2 separate regions of the Mus musculus genome follow, and region 1 is linked to region 2. Evidence: chromatin contacts called from public HiChIP or PLAC-seq data. All regions are on one chromosome and are shown on one strand. The core of a region is the stretch at or near the end of the contact, and the rest is flanking DNA. Distances in the headings are between cores, read along the strand shown.

Region 1 (2,700 bases), core at 58-2,557, 100 kb before region 2:
AGGCCCATGTTTTATAGTACTTGTGTCTTGATTAGAGGAGGCCAACTAGGAAATAAACATCAGCTGAGCACCAATATTCCATGAGCAAAATGGATTTTAGTGACTAGGTCTAGAGATCAGTTGGTAGAATGCTTCTCTAGCATGCAGAAAGCCCTAGGTTCAATCTCTAGCACTGCATGGTGAGTCATACTTGTCACCCCAGCCATTGGGTGGTAGAGACAGGGATATTGAGACTTCAAGGTCATCCTGGGCTATAAGATTGGGCTAGCCTAGGATATATGAGCCTGCCTTGGAGTACAAAATGCCATTGTCTGGAAACAGCAAATGGAAAGTTCCTGAGGCAAGATGACAATGAGCCTGTTAGAAAGCAAGAAAGACATGTCTGGGGAGAGAGAGTCTAGATGCTCCCAGGACTCACAGGAAACAGGCTGGGCATGGTGAGACACACTTGTCATCCCAGCTATGTTCATCCCTAGACAGGAAAAAACTAACAGATCCCTGGGGCTCACTTCATTATGTCCCAATAAGCCAAGCTCAGCCACCTGTCCTCAATAAGCCAACTAGAAAAGTCAAATTAACTGTAAAAAGCAGAAAGGGAGATTTAGTCAATGTGGCTGCATTGGAAAGAGGAGCAAAGAGATCCAGCAACTTCTCCAAGTCCATCTTCTGGAGTGGAGTAGAGAAAGGGCAGATGGTGTGCACCTAAGCAGTCCTGGGCATGGTGAGGTCCCACCCATCATTGCCCTACTATCATCTTTGGAAAATTAAAATCTTTCTGGGAGGAGAGAAGACCACCCCCTCTGCCTGTCCCAGGCTCGCCTTCCTCCAGCATGAGAAAATTGCAATTTCCTGGGGTCCGTTTTAATAGTTGTAGCCAAAGAGTCTCTAGAACATACTCACTTCTGCCAAGCTGACTACCACTGACCAGGAAGCCTGTCACCCTGCTAAAGTTCAGGTTCAGTGAGGAGATAAATCCTAACAAACAAGGTTGCTAGAGTGCTGGAGACGTGGCTGAGTGGTTAAGAGCACTTACTACTCTTCCAGACAATCTGAGTTTGGTTTCCAGCACCCGTTGCAGTTCACAGCCATCTGTAACTCCAGCCCAAGGCAATCTGGTGCCTTCCTCTGACCTTTTCAGGAACCTGCACACCTGTGCACATGCACACCCATGTACATACACACATGCAAACACGCACATAAACACAGGAGGAAAAAGAGGAAGAAGGAGGAGGGGAGGAGAAGAAGAGAGAAGGAGGAGGAGATAACCACCAGCAGCAGCAGCCAAATGGAAAGAGGGAGGAGGGGAAAGGTCAGCCAGGGCTAAGGAGTGCAGTGGGGCACTGAGAAGGAAAGGAAGTCAACAACTCAGCTGAGGCTTCTGTCACTCTCTTGCCATCTTGCTCTTACAGATACACTTACCACTCTCAGAAAAACAAACTAACAAAACCTGCTGCCTGGGACCAGTGAGATCGAAGTGATTGCAGCATGTTGCTCAAGTCTGAGGACCTGCATTCTTTTTTTTTTTTTTTTTTTTAATCTTTTAGGCACTTTTTATTTTCAAAAAAAAAATTGTCGTTAATATATAAACATCTCATTCCCTCAAAAAATTCTCCAGCTAGACAGCTGCATGCTCTGATATTTGCATAGGAAATTACCACAGTAAAAAAATAAGGGAGGAGGCAGCAGAACAGCAGCCGAGTTTCTGATGATGGTATGTCTGCATGGAAACATCCGGGAGCCTTGCAAAACTATCTACACCGTTTGTTGCCTAGTTACACATGGAGAAGCAACTTTTCTAAAAAACAAAACTATAATTTATCAAGTTACAAAAATTGTTTTCTTTAAAAAAAACTTACTAAATTACCACAAGATAAATAATGATACAATATTTCAAACATAATTAGATTTTTAATTAAGTTTGCTTTTGGCATTTTGCTTGTGATTTGCCCTTTGGTTAACAGCATTCATGTCACATGCCTAGCCATATTGCTTATTGGTAAGCTTCCAACACATCACTGATATCAAAGGCAGACAACAAGTCAGTTTTAACAGGTTAACTACATGGCACTAATTTCAATAAAATTACTATGTCTTACTGGATATTTCATGCAAAAATCCGTATAAATTGTCACTTAACCAACAGCACTGCATGGGCAAACGTCCTAGTCTTGAGAGAAACTGCACCGGAAATTCAATGCTTCCATGAGTGAAAACAGAGTCTTAAGTTCAACAAGGAACACAGCCACAACGGGAGAACCTGCATTCAATTCCTCAGCCGCAGTGGAAGGAAAGAATTGACTCCTGAAAGTTTCCCTCTAATTATCACATTCAATATGTGGCACTTGGACACTGTACACATGCACACACGCACACACAAACCCCATAGCTGCAGCAACTTGACAAAAAGGCCCTATTGCTGAAATTAACACCTATTTAACTCATTGAAAATGAAGTAACCTGGTGCCTACCTAGAGCCTTCACCCCTACTGGCTAGTGTTCTTGGTACCAGAAGGTACTCTGTAGCTACCAAGGGAGACACATAAACACCAAGTCAGCTGCAAACCCTTTGATCTACAGTGCTGTCCTGCCTGCAAGATATGCTAGGGAAATGGTGGCCAAAAGTTTGTGGCAATAACCAACCAATATCAAATTTGATTTAAGGCCGACCTCATAAGATTGAACCCATACCCAACATTGCTT
Region 2 (2,700 bases), core at 28-2,527:
TGGACATACCATATGCATGTTTTAGAAGTATACCCTTGAGCTTGCACAGAGTTGCAGAACTGGGACGATGAAGTCTGGACAAAAGGTGAGGGGGTCACACCCAGAACACATGGCACAAAGCCTTTTGTCACCTCTACAAACGACTTTGGGCTCATGGGGATTTTTATTTTATCTTTCAGTGTGTGTGGGGGTGGGGGGCTGTACATGTGAGCTCAGGTGCCCTCAGAAGTCAAGGCATGGAATCCTCTGGAGCTGGCTGTGTGCTACCTGTTGTAGGTGCTGGGTACTAAACATGGATACTCTGCAAGAGGGACACATGCTTTCAATTACTCAGTCATCTCTCCAGCCCCACCAGAGTAATATTTTAAATATCACTTTAGGGTTGGTTTTAATTTAAAGACACATAAACTCCAGGGTGGGTAGAGTCTTGTTTCTCCATCTGAATTTCAAAGAAAGTAAAACAATTTTGTGGAACTGAGGCTGTAGCTCGGTTGCAGAGTAGTTGTAGCTCAGTTGCAAAGTGCTTGTAGCTCAGTAGGTAGAATGCATGTGGCTCAGGTGGTACATTGCTTGTGGCTCAGGTAGTACATTGCTTGCCTAGCATGGACAAGTCCTGGGGTCTATCCCCAGCACAACATCAACTAGAAAGGTGCATGGTTGTTCAAGCCCTTGGAAGATGGAGGCAGGGGAATGAGGACTTCCAAGTCAACCTTAGCTACATAGTGGTGAGTTCAAGGCCACCCTGATTATAGGAGAGTGTCTCAAAAATGAAAAATAGGAAACATTTCCATAAATGTAGTCTCCTGAGCCTGGTGCTGTCAGGGGTGGAGGATCTAAAGAAGGCTCTCTGGGAATGGACCCAAGCCTGGTACCTCTCCTTGTCTCATATTTTCAGCATCAGACTTTAAACGCAACAGCAAGGGAGAAAATGTGAAAGGAAAGTTGTTAAAGTCAATCCAAGAAACCTGTGACACAGGGCTTTCATCCAGCTGCTCAGAGGCTGAGGCAGGAGGATTGCGAGTTTAAAGCCTGCCTGGGGTGAAGAGTGAGTTCCAGTCTAGCTTGGGAAAGTTAGTGACATCCCGTTTCAAAATGTAAAAACAGAAAAGGTCAAACGAGGTCCGGAAAGATGGCTGTGTGTAAAGGAGCTTGCTACCAAGTCTGTGGCCAGGGGCAGAAAGAGCTGACTCCAACAAATTGTCCTCTGACGGACACCTATGGGCTGTGGCATGCACTCCTGCACACAGTTATGTAAGAGAGCAAAAAAGAGGAAGAAAAATATTCACAAGAAAAGTCCAAAGAGGCCTGGGGTGGAACTCACTGGCAGGGCACCTGCCCATATGCAACTCACTGCACCTGGTCCTGTGGCAGGGACCATTCACCCTGAGGAACCCAGCACTCCATCTGAAACACGGAAATAATCCCTGGGGAGAGTGAGGAAGGGTGTCAAGTGAATGAAAGGACTTTCCCGGTGACCAACGACTTGAGTTGGATCCCCAGTACCCATGTAAAGGCAGGACAGAACCCCACAAAGTTGTCCTCTAACCTACACACACACTTCAAACACACACAATAACAAGAAAACTGTAAAAAGAGTCCTCCCAGGATCTACACACATTCAGCCTAACTGCAGAGGGTGGATTTGGTGCATAGAAGCACTAATTTTCTCCCCACCCCCAGCCTCCATAAGTCCAGCTCCAGGGATCCAGGCCCCTCTTCCGGATTCTGTAGGCACTGCACACAATGTGTGCACACACACACCTCTACGTGTAATTGGTAGTAAAAGCTTTTTTAAATACTATTGCAAGCGCAACCTGAAAGAGACTCCAGGCCCTGGTGGAGGTAATTTCCACTAGCAGTGGGGCCATCCAAACACCGTAGGAGGTGATAGGAAGTGTTGAGGGGAATGTGTAATTAAATGTCTCAGTGTCTATGACTGGTAAGTCATTGAGACATCCCCAGGTGTTCTTCATGGCAGGGACCCAATAGCCCACAGCCAGCAGGCCTGAGCTCACTTCTTGCTCCCAACAGAGCCTGGATGGCTGTCTACAACAGTGTATATCCATCAGCTGAGAAGACCCAGGACAGATTCAGGTGAGTTCTGTGAGGGAGTTGGGGGTAAAGGGACACTGGAATAAGACATCCATGGATGAGAGGCAGTTTCTGCCTTGGAACAGGAAAATTTTTTATTTTTATTACATGATAATTTTTTATAGTCACACGACATGTATAGAAGTCAGAAAACACCTTTTGGGAGTCACCAAAGGTTCCACCATGTGAATCCTGAGGCTGTAACTCGGGTTCCACCATGTGAATCCTGAGGCTGTAACTCGGGTTCCACCATGTGAATCCTGAGGCTGTAACTCCGGTTCTCAAGTTTGGCTACAAGGTCCTTCACTTGCTGAACCATCTTTCTCCCCTGGGAAGAAAACTTAAACAGAGATGCTAAAAGTGCTATGATTCAGGCAGAGGAACAAGGGCTGACCTGGGGAAGCAGGCTTGACTTAGTCCCAGGGATCAAACTCAGGTCTTCAGCTTGGCAGAAAGAGCCCTTACCCACTAAGCCATCTTGCTAGCCCTCATCTACCTTAAAATGTCAATGGTGCCAAGGTTCAGAACCATTTAAAAGGGTCTTTATGTCACCAGCGGGAGGGAACAGAGGCACAACCTCAAGTCACTCACACTGGCTGACTTAATTTT

What was found. HiChIP or PLAC-seq counts read pairs in DNA pulled down with a chosen protein or histone mark.
Region 1: a contact with region 2 is called in a RAD21 HiChIP or PLAC-seq map of pro-B cells, with 2.5 times the contacts expected there. The contact joins two enhancer-like sites. A contact is called at or near these places in 1 of 15 datasets of contacts at CTCF or cohesin (pro-B cells), 4 of 484 Hi-C or Micro-C datasets (cochlea and embryonic stem cells), 2 of 115 datasets of contacts at active chromatin or transcription factors (embryonic stem cells and large pre-B cells) and 4 of 9 other capture datasets (adipose tissue, embryonic stem cells, liver and 1 more).

Annotation. Positions count from the first base shown.
Region 1 is chr8:71,979,979-71,982,678 of GRCm38.p6, forward strand. No RefSeq gene overlaps it. Among named protein-coding and RNA genes, the nearest start is that of Gm51535, 23 kb to the right of the region's middle. Within about 2 kb of position 1,308, at least 14 of the 459 cell types and tissues checked have an H3K27ac peak or open chromatin away from gene starts, as enhancers often do. A contact at or near this core is called in pro-B cells, where this site is marked.
Region 2 is chr8:72,083,679-72,086,378 of GRCm38.p6, forward strand. No RefSeq gene overlaps it. Among named protein-coding and RNA genes, the nearest start is that of Olfr373, 15 kb to the right of the region's middle. Within about 2 kb of position 1,278, at least 15 of the 459 cell types and tissues checked have an H3K27ac peak or open chromatin away from gene starts, as enhancers often do. A contact at or near this core is called in pro-B cells, where this site is marked.